Linked DNA regions of Gossypium arboreum: region 2 is linked to region 1. A link is a contact called in public Hi-C data. All regions are on one chromosome and are shown on one strand. Each heading gives the region's core, a stretch centred on a gene start, on an enhancer-like site or on the middle of the called end of the contact. The rest is flanking DNA. Distances are from core to core; before and after follow the strand shown.

Region 1 (7,896 bases), core at 1,744-4,243:
TAGGGTCTCAACTAGACCATTCCACTATCTCAATCATTAATATACAATCTCAGTTCACAATCTAGCAATTCATACTATATCAATTCAATGACAATTCGATTACATACATTAACAATGTAGTCGTATTATTTATATACAACTTACCTCAATCTACAAAATATACTTGACTAGTCTGTTTTCTTGGATTGCTTGGCTTTGCCCTGGTCTAGGTTCGGTTTTGACAAATCTTGATCTATAATAACAAAATGCACTCATTTAATCACTAATTACAATTAGGCAATCATAAATTCATATCTTTGGAAAAATGACCATTTTGCCCCTGAACTTTAGCAAAATGATCATTTTACCCCTATGCTGGAAAATCAATTTTTATATAAATTAATTTGTATTTCAAGCTATTTAAACTCTTTTTACTGCTGTAGCAATCCCAAAATCTCACTATTTCACACTCATATCACCTATTTTGCAACTTACACAAAATAGTCCCTTTAGGTGTTTTCATGCTAATACCTTTCACAAAAGTTGTTTATGTCACAACTAGGACTCATATTCTTCCATAAAAACTTAGCAAACATCACAAATCCTTTCATGGAAAAACCCTAAACTCTCAATCATTTTGCAAAATAGACCCCTCATTTGAAAGCTTATACTTCAAGGGTCTCAAAAGTGCAAAAATTATTAACTAGGGACATGGGAATCACTTACTTGTTGAGGTAATAAGTTGCTGAAATTTCAAAGCTTCAAAAACCCCTCTTTTGTTGATATTTTCGGTGGGGAGAAGACATGGAGAAGAAGAAAATAATAGCTAGGCTTTTTAGGCATTATTTTATCACCAACTCATGACATCATTCACCTAAACTTTGACTATTTGACCAATTTTGTTTCCTATGGCCGGCCACCTTGCTTCTAGGGGTCAAATTACTCTTTGAAATCCTCTAATTTTAGTTCTCTAGCTATTTAACACATTTGGGGTACTAAAAAGTAACTTTTACCTTTTATGCAATTTAGTCTTTTTTCGCAATTGGGCTCACAAACGTTAAAATTGACTCACCAAATTTTTCATGCACTATTATAATCATGTTACAACCTCATAATTGTAATAGAATAAATTTTATAACTTCGGATTTGTGGTCCCGAGACCACTGTTTCGACTAGATCCTAAATCGAGCTGTTACATATTCAACACTTAATTATTCAATCCTAATTTTTAGCCAACTCGAATTAAGAAAATTTGACCCCAAAATTGAATTTTTCAATACCATTGAAATTTGTTTTGTTAAATAACCAAAGTCAATTCATTAAAAGTTGTAAACTCTTATTTTCATCATTCACTTTTACAAACGCATTTTTAGTGAAAATAACTTTTTATTGTTTTTTATTTTTCATTTTCTAAGAATCATTTTAAAATTTTTAACCAAACATGTTTCTTCAATGTTTTCCATTTTCAAGAAAACTAAAATGGCATCTGTTTCCCATAACTAACCAATTTTTTAACACTTTTTCAAACAAGCCCTACTTAAAAATTATAATTAACCTTAAGTTTCATTGTGTAAATTTTAATTATTATTATTTAAATATATTATAATTACTAAGTATTTATATTTATATTATTATTTAAGCTTTTGATCGAATTGTTGTCATTCGTCAATGGAACATTAATTTAGTTGAAACATGACTAAAAGTCTATTGTTTTATAAAATAACAAATATTAATATAATGGTGTTTTTACTTTTATATATATTTTTATAAAATATTACTATGGTAAGATTTAAACTTAAAATACCATAATATTTAATGTTTTAATTTCACTATTTTAACTAAAGACTTATCTACAAATATGTTTCTTACAGAATTTTTCATTTAATTCGTGAGGATTTCATAATTTAATGTTGTATTATCAATTGATTCATAACTTGATTAACATTGATATTGATATTAATGCTAGGTTTAAGTGTGCTGATTAATAATGATTCTTGAATCAAACGGTTCAAAGACCATCTTCTAATTGGTAACCCCAATTAATTCCTGATTCAACGGATCTGATTTGTTTTAAATAACATTAAACTAATGTCATCGTATAACAGGAAAAAAAAAATCACCCTGCCACATTAACAATAACAACAACTAAACAGTGTCATAAATTGTACATACTAATAACAAAATTAAATAGATGTAGCATTAATACATGTAAGATTGAAAGAACATAATTGATCTATTAAAACGGACTTTTTGTTATATTATATACCTGCTTCAAAATTGACACCTTCATATCTCGACTTTCACTTCTACTCTCATATTCTACAGGTTCCTTCCTTCTCTCAATCCTCATATATCAAAATTTCAAAATTTTATATATCTTGCTTTCACTTTAAAATTATATTTAAAAATAGTATGTTATTTTTAAATTAAAAAATTTAAGTATCATTATTTTAATATATGAAAATTTAAAATTATAAAAAATTGAAATAAACTTATTTCTTAGGAATTTTGATTGAGTTTAAATCCTAAAATCATTATTGCTGAATAGGCTTCATCTAAATATCACTCTCGACTTGAATAGGACTAAACTCAATCAAATTATAAAATGAACAAAAGTTTTAAAATTCCTTTTAAACCTACAAACTAGTTTTAATATTGATACTCTCTTTTCAATAATACAGAATTATAGATTTATAATTCTAATTGTCAAGTTTTTAATATTTAAAAGATAATATATTATGTCTTAAAAATATTCAACACTCACTTTCTAAATTTTTAAAAGATAATTAGCATACTAAAATAATAAATTTAAATATTTTAAACAATACAATTTTAAATTTTAAAAATAACATAATATTTTTAAATATAAATGGACTAAATTGAAAATTTGATAAACTTTTAGAGACCAATTATGATATTATTACATGTTTTTTATTTTTGTATGAGTATATGGACAAATGTTTTTTTGCTAAATAATTGAAAAGTCATCCACTTTTGCTAAATATATAAAAATGGCACTCAATTATAATCTTCCTCAAAAAGAAATATGCCTAATCCTTTATTCAAAGCCCATACATTTCTCTATTTCCCAAAAAAAAAAGGCCCATACTTGTTTCTTTCGCTTTTATTGCAATCCTCAACTTGATTAACTTCCGTTATCCGCCATGAATATGATCTTGCTTTTCTTCTTCCTTCCTTTAATCTCTCAAGTCCGACCCGAACCCATCCTCACCGTCAACCCCAAAACTCTTTCTAAATCGGGTAATTCGGTTCACATCCAATGGTCCGGCATCGAGTCACCGTCCAAGCTCGACTGGCTCGGTCTCTACTCGCCCCCCGACTCACCCCACGACAACTTCATCGGTTACAAGTTCCTTTCATCTTCTTCCTCAACTTGGGAATCTGGAGCGGGCTCCATTTCTCTCCCCCTCACCTCCCTCCGCTCTAACTACTCCTTCCGGATCTTCCGCTGGACCGAATCCGAGGTCAACCCGGAAATCCACGACCAGGATCATAATCCCCTCCCGGGCACGAAGCACTTGTTGGCGGAATCCGAGACGGTGGGTTTCGAATTGGGTCGTGGGCCGGGGCAGATCCACTTGTCGTTGACCGGTCGGGAAAGGGAGATGCGGGTGATGTTCGTTGCGGAGGACCCGGAGGAGAGGCAGGTGAGGTACGGAGAGAAGGAAGGAGAGTGGGAAGGTGACGTAGCGGTGGCACGTGTGGGGAGGTACGAGAGGGAAGACATGTGTCACGCGCCGGCCAATGAGAGCGTTGGTTGGAGAGATCCTGGTTGGATATTTGACGCTGTCATGTCGGGTTTAAAGGGTGGGGTGAAATACTATTATCAGGTAATTAAATGCTAAATTTGGAGATGTTTTGAACTACATTTTGTTCCAACTAAAAAACGCCTTCTTCATTCAAATGGTTGTGCTACAATGCTGAGCTCCTTGTCTTGCATTACAATTTCCTTTTTATCATGTTACATCTATAACCATAATAATATTTGAAGTAGATATGCTTTATGCTTATTGTTGTTATAGATGAAGGATAAAATAAAACATAAGAATTTAGTTTTCTGACAAGCATGACATTTATAATAAATGTTGTTATAGAAAGAGCTTAGTCCTGATGAAGGAGAGGGTGGGCCTAGGTTCGAAGTTTGAATCTTTGATCTAGTGCTATGGTCATGGGACCATTGGCCTGCAGCATATTGTGTATCTGCTCAAAGTGTTTTTTTTTTTTTTGATAAGCTGTGTAGTGCACACACTTATGTATTTAAAGATTTTCTTTTCCTTTTCAATGTGGACTCGGGTAGTTATTAGTGGCTCTAATACCACTTGTCACGGAGCTATTGCTTTCTTCCCAAACATGTTTGATAGGATTTGTAGCATATCTGCTTTTATATATATATATATATCCAAAAAGACCTTTCCTTCCTTTCTGAGGTGGAATTAGTATCCTTTGCCTACTTAGTGACGCTATCAGTAGGTGGCTAGTTATCAATTCAAGTTAATTCATATGATATTTTGAGTGTGATTCATCTATTTTTTATCATGTTAACTTCAATTACACGTTGTTTCCTTGTTACATGGCAGGACTAATGAAAAGTATTGAAGCATATTTTTCCCTCATGACATTGTTGTACTTTCAATTAAACTTTCATGGTTAATTTAGCTCTGGTTTGCACATTCTAACAGGTTGGAAGCGAGTCTAAAGGTTGGAGCACGACACATAGCTTTGTGTCATGGGACAAAAGTTCAAATGAAACAATAGCCTTCCTATTTGGAGACATGGGGACTGCTACACCCTACTTAACCTTTAGTCGCACACAAGATGAAAGCATATCAACCATTAAGTGGATCCTGCGTGACCTTGAAGCTCTTGGAGATAAGCCTACTTTCATTTCCCATATCGGGGATATCAGCTATGCAAGAGGCTATTCATGGTTGTGGGATGAATTTTTCAACTTAATTGAGCCTGTTGCCTCCAAGGTGCCGTATCATGTGTGCATTGGCAATCATGAATATGATTGGCCTTCACAGCCTTGGAAACCTGACTGGGCCAATTTAATTTATGGAACTGATGGAGGTGGTGAATGTGGGGTTCCCTACAGCCTTAGATTCAATATGCCTGGCAACTCTTCAGAACCAACTGGAACCCGTGCTCCAGCCACCCGAAACCTTTACTACTCATTTGATATGGGGCCCGTTCATTTTGTGTACATGTCAACCGAGACCAATTTCCTTCCGGGAAGCAGCCAATATGACTTTCTGAAGCATGATCTAGAGTCGGTTGATCGGATGAAGACCCCTTTTGTTGTAGTTCAAGGGCATAGACCAATGTACACTACAAGTTTCGAAAGTAGGGACGCCCCATTGAGAGAGAAAATGCTTGAGCATTTGGAACCTTTATTTGTGAAAAACAATGTAAACCTTGCATTATGGGGCCATGTTCATCGGTACGAGAGGTTTTGTCCATTGAAGAACTTCACATGTGGAAGCATGGGGCAGAAGGGGAAGGATTGGGAGGCATTTCCAGTTCATGTTGTGATTGGGATGGCAGGACAAGACTGGCAACCAACATGGGAACCTCGACCAGACCATCCACACGATCCCGTCTACCCACAACCCAAGAGGTCTTTGTACCGCACAGGCGAGTTTGGGTACACTAGATTAATTGCTACAAAAGAGAAACTTACACTATCGTTCGTAGGAAACCATGACGGGGAGGTGCATGACATGGTTGAGATTTTGGCATCTGGGCAAGTTCTCAATGGTGGTGATGATAACAATGGTAAAGTCGGAGCAGTCCATAAGGTTGATGATGTGACACGGTACTCATTTTCACACTATGTCTGGGGTGGTAGTGTCTTGGTGCTTGGTGGTTTTGTTGGCTATGTTCTGGGTTTCGTTTCACATGCTATGAGACAAATTGCAACAGAAAGAGGCTGGACTTCCTTGAAAACCGAGGAGCAATGAACAGCTACTGTGTGCTTCAAATTATCAAATCCTATTTGCAGTGACATAATGGTGCTTTCATGCTATTTGCAGGGTATGGTGCCTTAATGTTTCTCTAAATTTGTATCTTCTGTACATCTTCCTTGGAATATTTGTATCAACGTATTCACATAAAAAAATTAGGGTTCCAGTTTGTGTTTTTATTTTCATCCGTACTTCAAAATTCTCTGTACATATTTCTTGAATTATTTGTATCAATGTTTTGGCATAATATTTTGAACGAAAGTTTTATATTATTTTATATTTTTATTTCCTTATCATGTCATTGGGATCCGTCACCGAAGCTTTAAAAACTCCATACATTCTGGGAATTTTACTTACACAAATTTTTTTATATGTTATCTCAGTTTTCACAGAGGATCTTTTTTTATATGTGGTTGCATGGTAATTTTAAAGATACTGTACAATTACGTAAATTTATAACTTTAGACTTCTTCGGTCTTTAGGACCATTCTTTTTCTTTTTTTTTTTAAAGAAAAAATAGATTACAATAATCCAAAAGCATCACTATCTATGTTGTTGTCCAATAAATGTAAGAGATCTTTGGGGAACTCCTTGTAGGGTTTAGTAAAATTTGATTCTATTTGATTCAAAAAATCAAAATTTCGAGTTAATCGAATCGAGTTATTCGAATTATTTGAGTCAACTCGAAAAAGAAATTTCGGATTTCGAGCTCGAGTCGAGTTGAATTTTTACAATTTGAATAACTCAAATAATTCGAATAACATATTAGTATAAATATCCTTTTGGTCCCAATCAATTTTGAAAATGGGCAAATTGGTCTCTCTTAACAAAAATTACAAAACAATCAAAATAATTTTCAAAAATTGAAAATAATTTTAAAATTCAAAATATTCATAAAAATTCTAAAATTTGTATTTTAAAAAATCTAAAAATATATAAAAAAGTTGAAAATATCTTATTATTATTATGCTTTCAAAAATTTTCAAATATATATGGTTTCAAATTTTATGCTCTAACATGGAAATAGTTATATTGTAACAAGATTTTAATTTGACATTATTAATTTTTCTAATTTAACTTGAACAATTTCACTCGATTCAGCCGAACGCTCACACTTAATTCGAGTTATTCGAAAATCCAAATAAGAAAAGGTAAAACTACGTCGTTTTGATAAATGTTTACTTTATCTAAAATTAAAAGTCAAAACTATCAAGTTAAAAGGCAAAACTATGTTGTTTTGATAAATATTTACCCAGTAGACTTACTTCCCTTCCAGAATCCCTCCACTCCCCCTTTTTCCTTTACTCAAAATTAATCTAAAAGCTTGTATTTTGTCTACTAGTTAAATAATCGGTCAATGTAAATGCAACATTAAGTATAAATAATAAGATTCGTTAACTCAACTCAAATTGATTCGAAATTTTTTGACTCAATTCGACTCGATTAAAAAAAATTCAAATTGAGTTCGGTTGCTAAAATAGGATTCGTCAACTTGACTAACTCAAAATTTTTTTACTTGATTCGACTCGACTCGACTCGATCAAATACTCACCCCTACCTCCTTGAACAATTGAATGATGTGATCTTTGTCAGAAACCATTTTGGCTAACGAATCCGCAACTTTATTATTCTCCCTTAGAACATACCTAATTCTTCAATATTCGACCATCAGAACAAGTTGATGAATCCTTCTCACCAAGGCTGAAGACGAATTTATTGATTGGCTTTCTTGAATGATTTTGACTACTTCTAAGTTATCAGCTTGAATCAACACTCTATCCAAACCCCGTTTTTGTACAAGAGTCAAGCCATCTAAGATTCCCTAGAGCTCTGCTTCAAATACTAAACAAACCCCCCCAAAATGATTATAACCCAAGATCCACTCACCATTCAGTTTCTACAACATACCTCTAACAGAAGCTATGCTAGAAAT
Region 2 (7,896 bases), core at 2,500-4,999, 420 kb after region 1:
CATGTAGTTTTTTATTTGGTCCCTCGCTCAGCATTTGATTTGACAATTTTGAAATGTGTTGGGTTGTAATTAGTTATTGGAAAGTCAAACAAGCAAAATTAATGGTGTACGACGGAATCAATGTTCAAGTACCGACCTGAAAAGAAAAAGGAAAACTAAAGTACCAACTTAAGAAAAGGCACAAAGTCCAGGGGCCTAAAATTGCTTTATCCCAAAATAAAAAATTTACAAATTTTTCAGTATTCCAAGCACCAAGTTTGAAAGAAGATAAAAATGGACATTTGAGCCCAATTTGGAATTTTCCATCATTTTGTAGTGGGCTCATCTATGATTGGGCCATTAAAAAACCCTAAATTCAATGGCCTAAATCACTATAATCAACATGAAAAACCTTTAACTAATTTACACATAGTCTCTTTCTCAAGTAGCCACACAATCAATAGATAAGAGAATATAATAATGAGCAACCAACAAAAGGGTCATGGTGTGCTGTTATAAAGAAATATGCTGCTCTGTCCAATTAAATGGTATAAAAAATGAGATTGGGTTTGTTTTGTTTAATTGCATTCTGTCAATATGAGTACTCTCCCAAGTTATTTGAATTCGGATGCGATTGTTGAATAAAAGAAAATTCCTTCAAATAAATAAAACAGTCCAACTACTCAATAATATCTTCACCTCTTTCAATGCCATCTCCAATAGCTCAAAGATTTTTCATTTCTACCTACTTTTACATGCCTAGCATTGGGGGGTTGACCTAAATTCTTGAACTATATTTAAAGGAAAGAGAATAATGTGAGAAACAAAGCTCCTTTCTCCGTTCTTTTGTTCATTGACAGACAAGGTCTGTTAAGATGGAGAAACTTAATCTTTTGTTATTAACAAAAAGGAGAGCATTAAAATTGATCTTATGTCATTTCCCAAACAGTACATATATGTGTGGGGGTGTGTGTATGTGCTTAAAAATGCAACCTATTGGAGTGTCTAAATATGTGTAGAAAGTAGCAAATAAATGGCGTGTACAGTTCTTGGGGCATGTGAATTTAGGGGAAACTTCATTTCCACTCCTTAGAATGAAGCTTTCTTTAATGTTTTCCCCAAAAAGCAGGTGGTCCTTGGCTCTTCTTTAAAAACAACACTTCAACAGTGAGATTGGTTGTATCAAAGGATAACATATGATAGCCTACCTATATATCAAATGCTTTTATCATACAAGTTAAAAATCAGAAGCTGCTGTTTTTTGCTTCCTACAAGACTCTATATTTGACAGATTTGAAAGAGTACTGAAAAAAAAAAAAAACCATAGTTGAGAATGTTACAAAAAAGATGGACAATGAATTGAAAAGTTGTGTAAGCATGAAGATACATGTTCAAGAACATAGATAAAATTTTAAAAAGGAGAAAAAGGGGAACATTTACCTTAGCAAAAAAAACCATATTGAATCAGAAGCCAAAGAGAAACACCAAAAGAGTAAATTGTTCATTTGTACACTGTAAATTCTCTTGCATGTTCCTCATCTTAGCAAAGAGATCATGGTTGTGGTGCTTTCTAAACAGCTACCATGGGATGAACCCAGAATTCTCCATTGCATCTTCTTCAAGAGGAGCTGGAAGGTTAAGGTCAATAAGAGCTGGTAATGGCATATCTGGTGAGTCTTGTTTGATGACCAATGTTGTCTCCTCTGAACCCCCAGCAAAATGGGACCTTTTGTGACCTCCTAAAGCTTGGCCTGACTTGAAAACCCTGAAGCAGAAAGGGCATACATGCCCTTTGTTTTTCTTTGACCCCAATCTTTTCTCAGCATTGCCATTTGACAACTTGGTAGCAGCCATTGGAGCATGAAAAGAACCATTTGCTAAGCTGTCTTCACCTCTATCATGTATTGACTCAAGTTTGGTTCCCTTTGGAGAACTGGAATAATCTTTCTTCCCACTTCTTAAACCATATTTAGTCAAAGCTCTATCATCTTGATTATCCCCTACTTCACTAACCAAATCCTTAGGGAATTCAGTTTTCACGTACTTGAATTTACTCCTATTTTTACCAAGTGTTGCATCAATGTCTTCAAATCCAGATCTAGACTTTACCTTGAGTTTCTTACATTCAACATTGTTGGTAACCCCATTGCTTGAAACATCTGGTTCCACCTTCTTGGGCCCATTCCTAAAATACCCAGAATCAGAATTTTCAGAACAAGGATCAGACCCAGCAGATTTCAGCTTGATGACTCCTTGTTTTTTCATCTTCAAAAGCTCACCACCATTGTTAGCATTCTTAACAGTAATCCTCAAATCTATGGAGGATGACTTAGCCTCCAGAACGACAGAGTTGTTGTCTGAAGAATCAGCAACTGAATTCAGCCCTTTCTTACAACCAGAATCCCTTGACAGCATCATTAAACACATAGCAACCTCTTCCTGTTCTTGTTCTTCAATCTCTGATACAGATGACGAACCATTTGCCAAAGAGACTGAATTATTAGAGTAAACACCTCCTATTTTGCACCTTATCCTTTTGGATCTCCTCCTCCTACTTGGAGTTGATATTTCAGTATCTGATTGACTATCCACAACCAGCTTCTGTTTCTCAGTGTTACCCCAATGATCCTCAAGTTTCTGAAAGACCCTTTCTTTGTCTGAGTGACAAGCCATGTGACCACAAAGAGCTTTCAATGATTGGAAACCCTTACCACATTCTTTACAAATCATCTCTTTGAGTACAGAACCATTGCCTAAATCAGAAAATCTCTTGCTTTTCTTGGGGTTCTCCCTTAGATCATAAGTTGCAGATTGGCCACCACCAGCTTCAGCCTCAGCAGCTCTCTTTATGTTCCTAGAACAGAAACGCTGCTTGTTGTTTATGGAGATTTCAGCCTTTTCCTCTGCTTCACCAAGATTCTCAGTATTCATGTGAGTCCTTATGTGACCTCCTAAGGACTTCCCACATGGATACCCTTTGTTGCAAAACTTGCAAACAAACTTCTTTCCTTGATTTTGCTCCATTAAAAAATATTTTGATCACTTAAAAACTGAAAATACCCAGTGAACCAAACCGGAACCGTGACTCATTTCTTGCATTTCCTTTCATCCATCTTTGTTGTGAGAAACCAAGAACACAGATCAAGGAACAGAGAGAGAAAAAAAACAGATCACAAAAAAGTTGCTTGCTTTAGTTTCAGTGAAGATGATCAAAAAAAACGAGAATCAGCAGCTGAGATGTGACAGGTTCTCTGTTTCAAGTACAACAAAGAGATCCGACCCACAACAAAAAGAGACCCTTTTTAAAAATCCCATTTCTTTTGCTCATCTCAAAATTGTTTAAACCCAGAAAAAAAAATCAAACATTTTATAAAGAAGGGTCGCTAATGATGGCGATGAAGAGGCTTACAAGAGGAACAAAAGAAATAAAATAAAATACCCCAAGACTGTTTCTGTTTCTCTCTCTCTAGATACCCTTTTGGTGTGTGTGTGTGTGTTGTAGTTGGAGGAGAATTCCATGCATGGAAGCAAAAGGATTTAAAAGGGAAGAAAAAGAGAGAGAGCACGTGTATTGAAGTGAGAAGCATCAGGTAAAAGGGAGGATTGAACGGTCAAGATTTTTTTAAGGATCCCAATGAGTGAGGAGTTTTTCTTATGGCTACAACATCCAAACGATGCCTTAACTTTGTCTTGCTTGTTGTAAAGCTCACTCACACAAAAGGGGCAGAATCTCCAACCATTGTTTGCTTTTCAGTTTCTTCCCTTACCCTCCACTATAACACATACATACATTTCATTGTACAATATGCCAACATGTTACATTGTGGTTGGGCCCCCTTTTCTTCTTCTTTTTCCGTTTTTTTTTTAAGAAATTTCATCCCCTATTCATAATATGGTTCAAATTTATCCATTAGTTTAGGCATTAAGTCCTCCTCCTCAATTTTCTCACTTCTCTTTTTTTAATTATTTGCACTTGAAGTCCTCAAACTATGACTCAAACTCTAAATTAATTTTTAAACATCAAAACGTTCTAATTGAGTTTTTAAAGTACTAGTATCATATCAATCAAGTTTTTCATTTGCCTAGCTATTAAGTGTCAACTCAAATCTGACTTAAATCATGTTTAAAACACATGAATTTTATTCTAAACATATGTATACATATTGCATAAGCAACTTGGACCCAAGCTATGTCATATGACTCAAGTTTTCCATGAATCTTATTAACACTATCTTTTTTTTAACACATTAGATTCAAACTGTTCATACAACAAGCCACAAATATTTATAACTTGATTCATTTATTTTAAATATACTTTACATCATATTCAATGTGGCATGCAATGCTTAAATTGACAATTAGTCTAGCAGAATGATCTCATTAATATAATATTGGTTCTTGATTTGCCATAATACCATGTAGCAGATTAAACTAGTTTTCGTACTTAAAGAGCTTGAATACAAGCATTTTTATTATGTTTTAGTTAAGTTTTCCATATTTGGTTTGAATTTAATAAAACATGTATTTTGAGTTTTTTTATGACCTTAAGGGTTGAATGAGGCCTAAAGGTGAGCTAATGTATGTACTTAGTGAGTGTGCAGGACACCATTCAAAGGTATAGAAACTTAAGGCTGGTTGTTGTGTTGCAACACGAGAAGTTCAGTGTCGCAACATAGGGATCAAAATACAAGAATTTCAAGTTTGCCTTTGATGTCGCAACATAGCCATAGGATGTCACGACATACCCTTGTAGCAAAACCTGAACCAGGCATACTGCCTTCAATGTCGCGACACGGCACTAGGGTGTCACAACACCGGCCCTGTATGGGAACAGTTACGAGTGAGGGGCGATTTGGTCCACATAATGGAAATTAACACAAAAACATTAGCTAACCTAGGGTTGAAGACGATGGTCAACCCTAACTCTATAAATAGGCTCTTCAAACACTTGTTGAGGACATATTTTCATATTCTAAGTTTTTCTCTGTAATTTTAGTTTCAGTTTTCCTTTCCTTTAGGTTTTAGGTTTATTTTTAATTTTTTTTTGTTGTGCTCTTCAAAGAACTTGCTTTGTAAACGCAATCAAACATTTTAGGATTATTGCATTTCATCAATCGAATACAAACAAGATTTTCTAAACTCTATTCTTGATTTACTCTTTATACATATCTTTATTATCAAGTTTATCATGTTTATGGATTCTATGAGAAACTAATCTTCTTATGGGGGATTAGTGAGTGGAGGTGTGGATTGACTGATTGCTATATAGGGTTTTCTTAGCAGATAAGCTATTTGGGAGAAGAAGAATTTAAACATTAGGTTTGACGACCCTAAAAAGTCATTTAGGTGAGAATTAACCCAAAATTAGTATAGCTTATTCGTAAACACCTTAACCCTGAACTGGTCTGGACTGTGAGGTCGAGAGATAAGTAGTTATTGTCGACTTATTAGTTTAATAGAAGATTGAGCGATCCTACTAAGGAAACAACTAGTTGATTGAATAGAAACCCGAAATAGGAATTAGTTATGATCACCAAAGCGAGCTAATCACCCATTTTACATTTGATTAAGTTTATAATTTAGTTTTTTAAAATCTATTTTATTTATGCAATTTTCATTCTTACTTATAAAAACCAAAAAAATTCTTCTTTATGATTTGTCCTAATATAATTTATTTGTTTTACTAATTAATTTTATTTTTGTTTAGGTTAACTTTAATTTAGTACTCGCCTCCCTTAGATACAATCCTCGGAGTACTCACATACTTCATTGTAAAACTATATTGCAACCTGACTTGTATACTTGCAAACACAGCCTCAATTCGACATCTATAGTTGTAGTATTCACACTCTGGACATTAGTACGTCCGGAGGCGGCCAAGTTGTTGGCGTCATTGCCGGAGAGGCAATGCTACTAAGTTGATTTTAATCTTTGTGTTTAATAGAATAATTAGGAAATATTTAAATTATAAATATGATTTTTATTTTTATTTTTTATTTTTACTAATTTTTTTTTAGGTCATTGTATGACTCGTAGTAGGGGAACACCTATAGGGCCGACCACTGGTCCAAAAAGAATAATCCGCATAAATCGTCGATAGTAACAACAGCAATAATAGATGCGAAATCAACCACTTATTGCAGGTAATCCATTGCGTGAGAACCCTCTATTCGACAAGGTTAACAATGCTAACATCCAAGATTTACCACCACCACCACCATAACTACTAGTAAATCCACCTATGACATAAGCTGAAAGAACCTTAAGGGATTATGCCCTACCTAATCTAGAGGTGGTTGAAAGAAGCATCACAAGGTCAACTATCACGGAAAATAACTTCGAAATCAAACTGACCATCATCCAGATGATCCAAAACAATTTGCAATTCAGAGACATAATGAAAGAGGACCTAAACCAGCATTTAAAATGATTCATTTAGCTTTTTGTTACATTTTTATACAACTGGGTTACCGACGACATTATACGTCTTCAACTATTCTCTTTCTCTTTGATCGATAACGCCTTTACTTGGTTAGACTCGCAGGCATTGGGATCTATCATGACATGGAATAAACTTGCAGAAAAATTTCTACAAAAGTTCTTCCTATTAGCAAAATAATTCAACTAAAAAGAGAAATTGCTACATTTAAGCAACTAGAATGAGAGAGTTTTCATGAAGCTTGGAAGCATTTCAAGATGTTAATCCAAAGATGCCCACACCGTGATTTACTTGAATGGCTGAGACTGCAGATGTTTTATAATAGGTTGGAGGCACACACACGCTCAGAACTAGATGGAGCTGTAGGAAGAGCCCTGATGAATAGGACATATGATGATGCATATGACCTAATTGAAAATGAGGTAATGAATTCCTGTTAGTGGCTAACCAAATTATTGACATAGGGCCAGAGACCATCTACGGTAAAAGTTGTCCAAAAAGACGGTAGATATTAACAAATTTTGGACAAACTTAACCATATAAAGTCATCATCTAATGTGTCGTCAACATTAAAAAAAAATAGACCTCTATTTTATTATCTCAATAATCCAACCGAGGACATGAATTATATAGGGAATAGGGGTAGAAATCCTTATTCAAATACGTATAATCTTGGCTAGGGATGAGGTATTAACTCTAATTCTGTTAAAAATAATACTTACCAACCTCCTTATTTATAGAAACCTCAGGAAAGGGCTAACTCGAATGACCATACTGTAAGTGGTCAACGTTTGGATCAGATCGAGAGGGAAATGCAGTCAATGAGGACCGAAGTAAAACAGGTGTAGTCTAAGTGCACCAATACTATTAAAACACTGACTAAGCTAGAAGATCAGATGAGCCAATTAATTAGTATGATAGGAGATATCAATAGGAAAATTAGCACCGACATTCTAAGCAACATCGAGAATAATCCTCGGAAGGAAGGGAAAGAGCATGTAAAACCCATTCTGCTCCGTTTGGGCAAAGTACTGAGTAGCTTAGAGAACCTGACTCAAGAGGAGAACAAACAGGATATCGAAAATCTTCAAAAGGACCCTAAAAAAGTTGAGAACGAACCAAAATCAGAGGAAATAGCCAAGCCGAAAACTAAGTCAGAGGAAGAGCCAATCAAGGAACCTGTACTAACAATGGTACCATTCCCTTTATGGTTAGAAGAAAAACAAAGACGGGATGAGGCAAAATTTATAAGTTTCTTAAACTTATTTAAATCTTTTAACGTTAACTTGCCTCTAATTGATTTAATTGAAAAAGTTCCTAAATGTGCCAATTATTTAATATAAATTATGTCTAGGCGTAAGAAAATAAAAATAAGACAACAAGTCAATGTAAGTGCCTCATGTAGTGAAATTATATCCAAACAGATGCCCCCAAAATTAAAAGACCCGAAGAGTTTTATAGTACCAATTGAGATAGGG

The links. Hi-C and Micro-C count contacts between places; a contact is called where the count stands out from the background.
Region 2: a Hi-C map of leaf shows a contact between it and region 1, with 2.1 times the contacts expected there. The contact joins the promoter of LOC108461762 here to the promoter of LOC108464412 in region 1.

The regions. Positions count from the first base shown.
Region 1 is chr13:29,191,782-29,199,677 of ASM2569848v2, forward strand. LOC108464412 (probable inactive purple acid phosphatase 2) reads left to right here and starts at 2,994. Exons shown (of 2, transcript XM_017764703.2): 1 at 2,994-3,830; 2 at 4,680-6,235. The coding sequence starts at 3,144. The coding sequence ends at 5,960.
Region 2 is chr13:29,607,781-29,615,676 of ASM2569848v2, forward strand. It overlaps LOC108461762, which reads right to left and starts at 3,750. Exons shown (of 1, transcript XM_017761694.2): 1 at 850-3,750. The coding sequence starts at 3,003. The coding sequence ends at 1,558. LOC128287047 (small nucleolar RNA R71) reads right to left here and starts at 6,707; the gene lies at 6,601-6,707.